Linked DNA regions of Capsicum annuum: region 1 is linked to region 2. Evidence: chromatin contacts called from public Hi-C data. All regions are on one chromosome and are shown on one strand. The core of a region is the stretch at or near the end of the contact, and the rest is flanking DNA. Distances in the headings are between cores, read along the strand shown.

Region 1 (7,006 bases), core at 4,190-6,689, 310 kb before region 2:
TGATCTTCAGATATTACTTTAGGGATATGAGCAAGCATTTTCTCAGGTACATAGTCTGCTGTCCCAGTAAGAATATCCTAAAAATGTGTGACTGCAGCTGCAGCTATTTCACCATCCCCTTAGATCCAAACCCCTTCCTCAGTCTTGACCTTGTGTATAAACAATCTTCTTCTTCTCCCTCTGATAAAGGCGTGGAAGTAACTGAAGTTTGCATCTCCATACTTAAACTAATGTAGATGGGATTTCTGTCTTAAAATAGCATTCTCCACTTTGAGATGTTTGATGTATTCAGTTTGTGCTCTGTGAAAGTCCTATCTGTTCTCTTCAGTACTATGTAAGATCAGATTTTCCTCAGCTACCTTGACCTTTTCTTCATAGGTTTTTACATTAGCATAAATGTCACCAAAGACCTCTTTAGACCACTGACTTAGAGTAGCAGTTAATCTTTTTAACTTCTGTTGAAACCTCCATATAGGAGAACCTTCACAAGGTCTTTGCCAGTAATTCTTCACTGTAGGAAGAAATGTGGGATGATCCACCCAACAATCCAATAATTTGAAATATATAGTATGTGAATCCACCCTCTCTTACATTTCTAGTAGTAGAGGACAATGATCAGAACCCACTAATGACAAGTGAGCAATGCTGGTCATAGGCATGTCTTTTAGCCAAGCATCTGATACCATTCCTCTATCCAGTCTCTTCCATATTCTAAATTGAATACCTCTTAGATTGGACCAAGTGAACTTGGGACTATGAAAGCCAGATCAGTTAATCCACAAGCTTTAATTACCCCCAAGAACTCAAAGCTTTTTCTCATGTCACAGGGGATACCTCCCAACTTCTTACTTACTCCAGTAATCATATTGAAATCTCTAATTGTGCACCAAGGTGGGGATGATACAGATAGTTGTAACAGCTTATTCCACAAAGGTCTTCTCAATGTATCTCTGCACTTGGCATAAATAAAGGTCATTAGGTAAGATTGGTGCATAGTAAAATAAGTAATTAAGCAAGTAATATGTTGCTCATCAGTAGCAATAATGTCACAAGAGATATCCAAGGACCAGAAGATTCAGATTTTTCCATTAAAGTTACATAGAGCATGCTCCATCTTAAGATTTCTTTTGGCCACTTCAAGATAAGTATTGTTGGAGAAGGATTCCAGTATTGCAATTAAGGAAATATGGTGAATGCTAATGAGTTGTTGAAGTCTTTCCAAAACTCTTTGGGTAAATATAACCCTTGCATTCCAGATAAAATGGTTGATCATTTGACTATTTTATGAAGGTGGGACCTGGTAAAAGGTGTGCCCATTCAGGTTGGATGCAATATGTATGTTTTCTTTCCTTGATTTTATTAAGGACCCCCTTGGAGATATACCTTGCTGACTAGCAATGTGAGATACTTCTTTTGAAAACTCCTCATGATCCCTTGGATCAAGTACATCAGTAACATTTTCATCTATCTTTTCCAAGTAACCCAAGTTGCATTCATCTGTTTCATCCTCAGAGTGTATTACTCTGTATTCATCATCAAGCTCCTGAAGATATGTCTCAGTGATAAAAGAATCTTGTACTTGTTCAAGAACCACTTGCTCTTGAGAACCAGAGGTAGTCTCTTGTAACATTACATGAAAGTTCACTTCCATTCCCTCACCAGGCAGCACTTTATTATCCTTGCAGGAAACCTCTTGTAGCATTATAGTAGGTTGAACTTGAAGCTGATCAGGATCCACTATCTTAGCCTCTAGAACCATTGCATGTAACCTTACCCCCTCACCAGGCATTTCTGTAACCTTCTCCATATGAAGATCCGGAAAAAAGCTCCTATCACATACATCAGTTCCTTGTTGATCATCATGCTTGGCATTATCAAACTCTTTTGATTGTTGTGATATTGGCTTGGAATCCCTTTCATTGTTGGCAGGACAGACAGTGGTGGAATCAATATTATGTTGAAGAGTTATAAATGAATTTGATGTAGATGCAGCCGCATTATCTTGTTGAACCCCTGTATGCTTATTTGGAGACCTTGGCTTGAATATCATTCTTTGGTTATCCCTACCTCTCCTTTTCTGATTTTACCACTCATTGTAGGAGCCTTTCCTTTATCTATATGCTGCTGCTGCAGGGCATCAGGTGTATCCTGCATTCTTCTGCATGTTTGAGAATCTTCTTCCTGTTTACCCTCTCCTTGTGGTTCCTCATTACGAACCAGTTTCTGCCTAGCAGCCTGATCTCTACCTTTGACTACACAAGATCTAGCAGCATGCCCTTGATGCTTGTAATAAGAGCAATACTCAGGAACCTCTTCATACAAAATGGTTTGTCATCTACCTTCACTATGTTCATCATCATCATATCCCAGCCACACATGTTGGGGTCTTGCTCTGGTGAGATCAATTTATAATTTGACTTTAGCCACACTGCCCCTGATTTTTTTGTAAGTTGCCAGATCCAGAAATAATACCTTGCCAATAGGGGATAAGAGAGATGTCACTACCTCCAAACAGTAACAGTGCCATGGGAGCTCAGGCAAACTAACCCATAAAGAGACTAATGGAGTTTCTTCCTCAGGGTTAAATGTGGGAGTCCACAGCTGAAATCTCATCGGCAGTCCTTGGATGTACATCTTCACTTTTGACCAAACTGTTAAGTGATCATATTCGTTGTCCAAATCAATGTGCAGATGCCTCAAGTTGAAGTGAGTGATTTTGACCTTCCCTTTTAACTCCGTTTGCAAAAGAAACTGTCCCCTAACCACCTCCATCTTGGGCATGCTGTTTTCAAATTTCCCAATCAAGGTAAACCTACACCTCTGGGCTAATTTCACTTTGTAATCCTCCGATCTAAACACAACCACGAGGAAATCTTGCTTAGTTGTTATTCGTAGGGGGTCAATTTGAATAAGTTCAGCTTTCATGGCCTCTTAAGCCCTCAATTTTGTAGCCAAAGAATGTGTGACCCTAGGATTAGGCGGTTCATTTCCATGACCAAATTTGGTCTACATCATAGTAGCACCTAAGGCCCCGACAGGTACCGGAGCTCTAATCCCCGTCTTGGATATCTGAACATCCACAGCAGGCCCCTTATTGAGCGAATCCGGGGGGTTCACCACATCGGGTTTCTCACTAGATGGATGAAGAGAAGGATTAGGGAGTTTACCGCCATCAGTAGATGTTAAGCAAGTCAGAATGGATTGTGGTTGATTTGGAGCCATATGTAACTTCTCGATTGGTACTACCTCCGATTGAGCTTGTTTCGGATTGAGTGCTGATACAAATTGAATTGAGTTCTGTTTCTCTTCTCCCAACTTTCCATGCATTTTCGATTGAGCTTTGACTGATGATCGCCTGAGCCCAATGCAATTGATCTTCTCAAATTCGAGCTGCATAACCATCCGACTGGAGCTTATGCTGAGAGATGTGTGTCACATGAGTAGGTGGAGTTTTCTGCGGAGAACGGCTGCAAGCATGCCGGTCCTGTGGGTGATTGTTCGACGGACGAAGGAGCTCTGCCGATGGCTGAGACACCATAGTACTAGCTGTATTTGGCGGGAAGTACCAAATTGTAACTTCCAAGAGAATTTTTCTTGTTCCGAATTGTGTTCCAAACATTGGCTATATTGTAAAATAAAACACTATACGAACACTCAGATATAAAGGATTTGAACATTTGCCAGTCAAGTTGCTTCATAGTTAGTCCTTCCCAAATGAAACTTGGAAAAAAATGATAGCACCAAATTCCAAATAAAATTTCAAGCAATTTAAAAAAAAGGTATTTAACGTGTAAGTACATAAAATTTGTTTTCTTACATTCCACCCAAATAATTTATTAAAATACAAATATCATGATATCAGAGGACTGCCACTAGAACTAGAAACCACAATTTGCCACACTTTAATTTCTCCGTCAAAGCTCCCACTAAACAACTTAACACCACCATCAGCTCCACCGCTTTTCGCCACCGTCGCCACCAATGACCTCACCGGTGTCCGATGTCCATCAAGAACTGTTAAACAACCAAACTGTCCTTGATTCCCACGTGTCCAAATCCTCACCGTTCGATCCGCTGATCCACTGAACAACAAATCATTAACGTTGATCAAACATAGTATTGCTTTCGTATGTCCTCTCAATGCACCCGTCACGACCATGTAGTTCGCACTGTCTTCCCTTTCCCATACCAAAATCGACCGATCACATGCGCCCGAAAATAAAATCGAACCATCGGAACTTAATGCCAATGCATTTACCGCTGATTTATGCTTCTCTAACGTTGCAATTAATCCAATTTTCGATTTTCTTTCCTCATTTCGTTTACCCCAAACACGAATTCTTTTATCAGCAGAACCTGTAAAAATTGTGCCATCTGTTCCAACAACAACGGCGTTAATCGCATCGTCATGCGCTTTAACTGATTCAGTACACCGTAAATTCGAACCTCTCCAAAGTTTCAAACACCTATCCCACGAAACTGAGCACACCAAATTTTCGTTTGCATTTACTGCTAACCCTGAAACAGCATCATGGTGTTCAATCCACAGTTTTTTCTTGTGTCTTATCACATTTGTATAACTGCTAGGAAAAGCGAATCTGCGTATTCTGTCTTCAAGCGTTGGAAGAGTTCTGATTAGTTTATGTTGCTTAATGGATGTCAATTTCCACACCTTGATCTTACAGTCTTGATGGGCAGTGAAGATTTTACCATCGAGAAAGGTAACAGATTTTGCAGAACCAGAAGAGGGGTCTTTGTTATTGAAAGTATCGATAAGGGTAAAATTTGTGAGTTCGAATACGTTGATTTCATTGGCAGAAGCAGCATAAAGGAGATTGTTGTGCATAGCAAGGAAACTAACCTGAGCATTTCTAGGATTAAGAGAATTTACACAGCGAGCGGAGATTGATAGGTTTAGAGTACCAGGGGAGAGATCTTGAAGAGAAGGAACAGAAGGTAAAGTTAAAAGAGAAAGATTGCTTTGTAAACTACTAAAAGAATTGGTTTCTTGAGAAAATAGTGATGGTGAACTGCTATGTAAATCGGAAAAGTTACTTGCATCATCGGAAAATACCACTTTTGGTGGCGGAATAGGGTGGTCGTCCGCGGTGGTAACGGATGGGGAAACTGAAGTCCAAGATCGGAATTTCATTTTGCCGGCTATACAGTGAAAAGAAAAGAATATGTATAAACTGTGTTGGGTTTAGAAAGAAGAAGAAATATATAATGAGTATTGACTTGGACTTAAGGGGAGCTGTGGCTGGTTGTCTTTTTCCTCTTTTTTTTTCTCTCTTTTTCTTTAATCTTCTTGCCTGCCAGTTGCCACTCTGGCCCACTTTCTTGCTCAAAAAGAATGTCATCAGTTAATTTTAACAAGTTGCAAGTTGTAAATTTTATTGATAAAGTTGAATTAATTAGTATTCTAGTTTATTTTGGTTCATGAATTGAACATGTTAATCATAGACATTTAAATAAAGCTTCTACAAAAGTCTCTCATATGAATGTATTAGATTTTGAAGCCCGTGCGGACCAGCCCCAATTTATGTTACTTTTTTATCTTAACTAGATAACTAAGGGTTAGTCTCTGCCAGAAATGCAAAATAAGGTTGCGTACAATATATCTTTGTAAAGTTGCGTATAATACACCCTTATAAGATTGCGTACAATACATCCTTGTGGTGGGGTCTTTTCCCAGACACCGTGCATAGCGATAACTTTAGTGCACTGAACTGTCCCTTTTTAAATAATTAAGGGTCCTTTTACGAACCCAATATTACAATTTTAAATATATTTAATTAATTTTAAAAATATAATTAATTTTAATCAAGTATAATTGAAAACGATAATAGTGATCACACTTTATACTTTTTTATTTTATAAAATCTATAAATTACAATTTATTTACCTATTTAACTTTAAAATATAATATGCTCTAATGCCTATTTTTATTTCAGGCCTGACATATTCTCTTGAAATAAACAACTTTTTTTTTAGTGCGTTTCTACTTTTGACTTTATTTGAAATTATATAAAAAAATAAATTAAAATTATAAATATAAATATAATAATGATTTATTTGATTTAACGATAATTTTTTTGATATGATTATTTGATAATTAACAAAAATAAATATCTTAAAATAGGTTAACAATTATAAATTTTAGTCCACTAAATTGCAAGTAAAAAAATTAAATTACTGCATTATATATTTTTAAGATATGATTTATATAATTAGTTCCGCATAATTTTTATAAATTTGCTTGTAGAATTCCACGTGTGACAGTATTTATTGGGTTAAAAATTAATAATATTTAGAAAGTTAGAGCATTGAAAGTAGTGACGGAGTCACTATTTTCACTTAAAATTTTTGAGATATAAAAAAGTAAATATACGAAGCAGTAAAAAAACTCAACATTTATCATATAAAAATAAAAATACTTTTAGTTCTATGTAAACAATCTATTATTTTGTGGAAGGGAATTCGAATGAACCCAATAGCCTTATTTAACTCCATCCTTAATTGAAAATACATATGACTGCAAGAGATAATACAACAACAACAAACCCAGTGTATTCCCACCTAGTGGGGTCTGGGGAGGGTAAGATGTACGCAGTCCATACCTCTACCTCTGATGAAGTAGAAAGGCTGTTTCCGAAAGACCCCCGGCTCAAGGCACGAGATACCACACAAACACATAGTAAAGCACAGAAGTAGATTACATAACATAAATACGGCACCCATAAGTAATATAAAACAGAGGAAAGCAGAGGAAAGCACACAGATTCATAATAAAACATGGAACACGGGACACGGATCATAACAGGAATAAAACCCCCACCACTTAATTCCCTACACTAGCGACCCAAACTGGCCCTAATCCTCTGCCATAATTCGCGTCTTCCAGACCTTCCTATCTAGGGTCATGTCCTCGGTGAGCTGTAACTGTTCCATGTCCCGCCTAATCACCTCACCCCAGTACTTCTTCGGCCTACCCCTACCCCGCCTA
Region 2 (7,367 bases), core at 2,476-4,975:
TTCTTGTACCAAGTTCTCAGATACACTGTCAAGTGCGATGCGCTAGTTGCCTCGTCTAGGAGAAGTATAGTTGGATTCTTTAGCATCGCTCGTAAAAGTGCTATTCTCTATCTTTGGCCTCCTGAGAGCTGGACTCCTCTTTCACCACAATAAGTTTCATAGCCATCCTCCATAGCACTGAGATACAAGATTGCAATTTTTGAAGCATTTGTTTCAAAATGAAACTGAAAGGCATTAGCAGAGGAATGGTGATATTTATACAGTAGTTATATATGATCATACCTTATAAATTCATGGGCATTGGCACAAATTGTAGCTTTCTTGATTTCGGACTCGGTGGATTCTTCTTTCCTATAACTAATATTTTCGCATATGGATCCTGCAAAAAGGGCAGGTTCTTGACTCACTAGAGCAATCTGTGATCGTAAGCTCTTCAAGTTGTAGCTTTTGATGATGTCTCTATCATCGATTAGAACTTGTCCCTTTATTGGATCATAGAATCTTTCTATCAAGCCAATGATGGTGGATTTTCCTGAACCACTTCGCCGGACAAGTGCTACTGTTTTTCCAGATTCAATTTTCAGATTTATTCCTTGGAAGATTGCTTGATCAGGCCTAGACAGATAATAAAAGAAGACATTCTTCAGCTCTATTTTTCCTTTTGATACCTTTGTGGCTTTAAGCCCTTCAGGACTCTCGGGTTCAATCTCAGTCTTGCCATCTAAGGTAGCAAATACAGATGCAACTGCACTGCTACCTCTTGCCAAATCAGAAGTTATACTTCCAGTATCTGTGATATTTTTCCCAGTACTCATCAGAAGGAAGAAAACTTGAAATAGGTGCTTTGAGGTGAGTTGAGTTTCTGTTCATTAGTCTTCCCACATACCAATATGTTAAGGCAATGGCAGCTGTAGCTAGAAACTAAGAGCAAAACAAGCCAGCACCAGAAAGCAATGAATGTCGAATATTTTCTATTCGGGGGCCTTTCGGAGTTTCAGCAAATAGGTCCAGTATTCTATCTTGAGAAGAGAAGGCTGTGATAGTCCTATGATTGATCAGTGCTGCACTTGCTAGCTGGCTTCCTTCACTCTGTGCCTTTTGGGATCTTTCCGATATTGTTTTCATCAGAACACTTCGCCAGTAGAAGCTTGCTATGAGTAAAGGTTGTATAGATATCAGTGCAATGGCAACTCTCCATGCGACAATTAATGCAAGCACAAAAGTAATCAAAGCACTGACAGAAACCTGTAATAGCAATGACATACGGTCACTAACAAGGGATCGAACCATACGGGCTTCGGTGGAGAACCTTGCACAAACTACTGCACGCGTGTTCTGGTTTTGATCAAACCAGCCCACCTCAAATGTGAGCAAGTTCGAAAGCACCTTTTCTCTGACTTTTTTGGTCAGTTTCTCTCCCATTTTAGAAAAATTGTAATGTTGGAGTAGATTGGCAATGGAACTAGTCAAACCTAAAAGACTGCTGTAAATTTTGATCTCTGACTTTATCTTTGAACTGTCATTTGATGTATACACTGATACAACTGATCCCAAGAAAAATGCATAAAGTGTTTGAAGTACACCAAAGGTAATACCTCCTAAACATCCCAATAACGCTTACACTCTGGTGCATTCATCTGGAGCAAATGCCAAGTTGAGGGACTTGGATGAGAGAAATTCTGTAAATATTCACCGTCACTATCATAATAAGAGCATGTATGAATGGAGGGAGCATAACTAACACTTATTGTTGGTCTAAACGGTGAGGCAGGACTATTTTGCCAACTTGACATAGAAACATGAGGGGACAGGCATATTATAACTCCTCCTTGTGTAACTTCTGGCCTCTTTTGGAAGGAACAGACTAGATAGCCCTTCACAATTTGTTGTTGATTGCTGCAATTTGACCATTTTATAGTAAACCCCACTTTCTTCATCAGTCTTACTCATTAGATCATCATGAGAACCAGATTCAACTATTCTCCCTGACTCAAGGACTACAATTTTGTCAGCCGTGTATTGTACTGGGGCAATAGGCAATGATGATTGTTGTCCTTTCTTGTGAAGCATGGTCTAGGGCCTCTTGAACAATTCTTTCTGATTGTGTATCCAGAGAGCTTATAGCCTCATCAAGTAAGAGAATTTTTGGGTCCTTAATCAATACCCTTTCTATAGCAATCCTTTGCTTCTGTCCTCCCGATAATTGAAAACCAAATTGTCCCACCTAAAATCCATTTGGAACTTTGTCAAATTAAACCGAGGAGGAAAAAAACAACAGATAGCAACATATGTTTCCAAAAGAACAAGAGAAAGATGACTTACACGAGTATCATATCCATCAGGTAATGAGGCTATAAATTCATGCATGTTTGCAGCCTTAGCAGCTTGAACAACCATTTTCACTGATGCTCCTTATTTCCCGAAGAGTATATTTCCCTTGATGGATGTAGCAAATAGAACAGGCTCCTGATTTACGAACCCCATCTGAGATCTCAACCATTTAAACTGCAGTTTTTTTATTTTATGTCCATCAAATAAGATATCTCTTTTGATTAGATCATAAAACCTTTCTAGCAAAGAAATGACAGTGGACTTTCCAGAACCACTGCCTCCCACAATTGCTACTGTCCTTCCAGCTTTCACTTTAAGACTAAAATCACAGAGGACCAGGATATCTGGTCTTGATGGATAGCTAAAAGTTAGCTCCTTAAACTCGATATCTCCTCTTATATATGCTAGAAGTTTCCCTTTACCATCTTCAGAATCTATTTGAGGAACACGATCGATTAGTTCGAAAATTCTTGCAGCAGTAATTGTTGCCTCTGTGATGAATTAGATATTCGGAAGTGCACTCATACATGACCTATAATCACAAAAAATAAACCCTTGGCAATATCAAAATTTGTTGCAATCACTATCATATCTTGTTTAAACTTATCTCATTTTCAATTAAATACAAACGAACTAAATAAAGATTTATGTTCTTTATTTTTTAAAAAGAGAGGCAGCCCAGTGCATTGAAGCTCTCTAGCTCTCTGCTCATATTCTGGCTAAAGGAGTGAATGTAATTTTCACATGAACTTTATCAATCTACTGACCTTCTTTTGTCATATTACAGCAAAATAAACTTTGTCCACCCGAACAGTAAAATTACTCGAGTCAAATTATTTCTTGTCACATTAAAGTAACTGAAATTTATCTGCTAGAGGCACTCTACTTTTTTCACTTTGAGCACAAAACCTATCCATCAAGGTGACTAACCTGCTAGAGCAAGTAAATTAGTGACTTTACGATTACAAAGTACAGTTATTTTAATGTGATAAGAAGTAATTTTATAGTTCTGCTATTAAAATTAAGTCTCAAGTAGTATGAGGGGGGAATTAAATGAGACTTACAATCCTCCAAGAACAACACAAAGAGATGATATGAAAACAGGGCCACCACTTTCTCCTCTATTAGCAACAAGGACAATTCCTGCCGATGATTGAAATGCCCACGACACAAATCATTCCCATACTTCCTAACAACAATCCCTAAGTAAGTCCTTGCTTCACACCAAGTTTCAAACTTTCATCAAGAGCATTGCAAAATATTTTTACCATTTCATTTTCTCCAACGTAAGAATTAACTGTACGAATCAATGAAATTGCTTGTTCAGCTATACTCCCTACAACTCCATAGGCATCCTTTGTAGACACGTAATTTTGTTCCTTCCGAAGCCCAATTCATCCATTTTTACCTCACGTTATCATACACCCTCATCCATGTAATTATCCCTCCACAAAATTAAAAAAAAACAAACTCCCTGACAAATTTTATCTCAACCAACTCAAACCCCTCACCCAACCCCCTACCCTTATACCCCACTTACCAGTTACCCCCACCCCTGGATCACATTTTCCTTTTTCCTTTTGAGAGTATATATACAGAACAATACAATACACAGATAGGGAGAATGGACTAAGGGACCCACACCAAAAAATCACCATCACTCTTCTACACAATTCCATACACGCATATATACACAACATACGATACCCACTAGGGGGATTCGGACAGATGGATTAAAATACACACACCCATACAAAATTCCACATACATAGAACACTCCATTTTCATCTTCACACAATTCTTCACATCACAGAAAGAGGACGCACATTCTCTCCATACCTGTACACACATATCTTCCATAGACAATACACACAGAAAAAGAGCTCACGCCATTTTTTGAAACTCCATTTCCTCTCCTTTTCTTCTTCTTCTTTGCACACTCTCACAGAAGACCACACGCAAACATGCATCTCTCACAAAACACATCATCCATACTCACAGAAAAGAGATAGGAGAGCTTTATAAACACAAAAATAGCGTAGAGAGGGGAGAGATCGGAGAAACAACGAGAAAACGAGGGAGAGATCAGAGAAACAGCGAGAAAACGAAAGAGAGATCGAGAATACAGTGAGAGGTCGATGAAATTTGCAAAAAGTAGACCCAAATAAACTGGAACCGACTGTTTAGGGTCTGATTCCAGTGATATTCGCCAGAACGGGTGAAAACAGGGTAGGGTTTGCGAGAATTTGATCTGTCCGTTTGCTATTTCTCAATATGAGTTGATTTTGTTCGGGGTTGAGGCTTTGTCCTTCAAGGCATTCTGATCGGAGTTCTAACCAAATGCTTTGGCGGATTGAAATAAAAATTGAGGTTCAATTCTACTTTTTTCTCTTTTTATTTCATTATTTATTATATTTAGTGTGCTAGATATAACGAAAATATCAAAAAAAAAATTCATTCATAGTTATTGGTGTCAGTTTTATGTGATGTGTTAAATTAAAACCCCCAAAAGATTTTATTAACGGTTTTCATCGTCTGTCTTTAGTCGTTTGTCTTAAGTTAAGATCAGTCGGTTCTTTAATCTTTAATTGTTCAATCTGGACGAACTACGCACCACTGATTCTCCTCTCCCGGGAATGAGATACGTAGGCAACCTATTGTGGGTTCGGGAATCTTATTTGAAAAATTCAAAAAGATTTTCTTCACTCTTTATTAGAGTAGGTGTCATATACATCTCTAAAAGAAAACCACAAAAAGATTTTTCTTTAATAGTTTCAAGTTTCATTTTCGTATGAAATTCAAAGTTGAAAATCCAAAAAGATTTTTCTTTGATAATCATAGGTTTCATTTTGTATAGAAATCTGAAAAATCCAAAAAAATTTTCTTCACTTTTCATTTTGAATAGGTGTCATATATATTTTTAAAAGAAAACTACAAAAGAGATTTTCCTTTAATAGTTTCAAGTTTCATTTTCATATGAAATTCAAAATTGAAAACTCAAAAAGATTTTTCTTTGATAATCATAGGTTTCATTTTGTATAGGATGTTAAAGTTGAAAAATTTTAAAAGATTTTTGTTAATTCTTTTGACAATTTGTTATTTTCTTTTCTTCGTAATGTTTCAAAAAATAAAAAGAAAAAGAGTTTAATCGGTCATTTTTGGCAAGACTTCACGAATTACGCACACCTGATTCTCCTCTCTTGGGAGTGAGATACGTAGGTGCCCTTCTTGGGTTCGGTGATCTTTTCCAAACAAAAAGAAAAACCAAAAAAGATTTTGAGAAAGTGTTGAATTCTAACACGTTTGTTATCTCTTGTTCAGTTAGTTTAAGGTGGTTAGTTTGTGGCATTTTGGCTAGTCCTCCACATCACGCCAAATTTGAAGAAAGTTTAGCTGTGTCCAACAAGGATATAGAGAGTGACCTCATGGATCAAACAAAGAGTCAAGAAATTGAGAGTTTAAAGGAAGAGAATTTGAGACTAAGACAACAAATAATGTAAATGTATCGAGCTTGAGTCAATGGGTTGCCTCCTCCTCCATTCCCCACTATTGATCCTGCAAATACTTGAGTCTTCTACCAAAATTGCAAAGTCAGTTTCCTACTATTGTTGATGCATCACAGCATGCCACAAAATTCATTCCACGTCAAATGCACCCCAATACTTTCACCACTCATTCCTTAGCTCCTCAGTATAAGCCTACCATATTCATAGCACCACAACCCGTCTGTGCTTTTGTTGCTCAACCTTCTACTAAGGCTTCTACTTTGGCTATCAATCCAAGAATTGTGCTTCCCCAATCCTCTAGTGAATCTATGTTCAATACTCTTGATGATCATTGCTATACTCTTGAGCCAACAGTTAAGTTAAGTGGACTGCTAAAATTTCTTATCAAGAAGCTTAACATGCCAGAAAAGCCAGACCGAAACCTCAATCGATGCCCCAACTCGGTATAGTCCTTCTCCTCCCCTTAGAGGTATTTGTGACTGGTTTCCTTCATAACTTGGGTAGATAGGATATCCTGATGTAGACTCGGTGGCCCTCCTTGCTTTTGTTCCCTCATTTTGAATAATGACCGGGATAAAATTCTATCCCGTTATCTACTTCTTTGTATGAAAACACCTTGTGTTTACATCCAAAGGGGGCATGATGTAGACACGTAATTTTGTCCCTCCCGAAGCCTAATTCATCCATTTTTACCTTAAATTATCATACACCCTCACCCATGTAATTATCCCTCCACAAAATGACAAAGTAACAAACTCCCTAACAAATTTTATCTCAACCAACTCACACCTCTCACCCAACCCCTACCCCTATACCCCATTTACCCCCCACCCGTAGATCACATTTTTCTTTTTTCTTTTGAGAGTCTATACTGAACAATACAATACACAGATATGGAGAATGTACTGAGGGACCTACACCAAAATCTCACCATCACTTTTCTACATAATTCCATACACGTATGTATACATAGTACACGATATCACTAGGGGGGTTCGGACAAATGGATTAACATACGCACATCCATACACAGAACACTCTATTTTTATCTTCACACAATTTTTCACATCACAGAAAGAGGACACACACATTCTCTCCATACCTACACACACATATCTTTCATAGACACTACACACAGAAAAAGAGCTCACGCCATTTTTTGAACACTCTATTTCTTATTCTTTTCTTCTTCTTCTTTTTCTTAGTACACTTTCACAGAATACCATATGCACACACGCATCTCTCACAAAACACATATTCCAAACTCATGAAAAAGAGATAAGAGAGCTTTATAAACATAAAAATGGCGTAGAGAGGGGAGAGATTGGAGAAACAATGAGAAAACGAGGAAGAGATCAGAGAAACAACGAGAAAATGAAGGAGAGATCGAAGAAACAGTGAGAAAATAAGAGATATCGAAAATACAGTGAGAGGTCGATGGAATTTGCAAAAAGGAGCCCAAAATCGATTGGAACCGACTGTTTATGGTCTGATTTTGGTGATATTCGTCGAAACTAAGTAAAAATAGGG

What was found. Hi-C and Micro-C count contacts between places; a contact is called where the count stands out from the background.
Region 1: a Hi-C map of leaf shows a contact between it and region 2, with 2.0 times the contacts expected there. The contact joins the promoter of LOC107848278 here to the promoter of LOC107847712 in region 2. A contact is called at or near these places in 2 of 5 Hi-C or Micro-C datasets (bud and leaf).

What each region holds. Positions count from the first base shown.
Region 1 is chr11:84,247,184-84,254,189 of UCD10Xv1.1, reverse strand. It overlaps LOC107848278 (protein JINGUBANG), which reads right to left and starts at 5,439. Exons shown (of 1, transcript XM_016693004.2): 1 at 3,736-5,439. The coding sequence starts at 5,152. The coding sequence ends at 3,851.
Region 2 is chr11:83,931,211-83,938,577 of UCD10Xv1.1, reverse strand. It overlaps LOC107847712 (putative multidrug resistance protein), which reads right to left and starts at 3,725. Exons shown (of 12, transcript XM_016692141.2): 1 at 3,505-3,725; 2 at 3,396-3,503; 3 at 2,323-2,863; 4 at 2,019-2,224; 5 at 1,781-2,017; 6 at 1,622-1,779; 7 at 868-1,619; 8 at 283-866; 9 at 42-177; 10 at 1-39. The coding sequence starts at 3,725.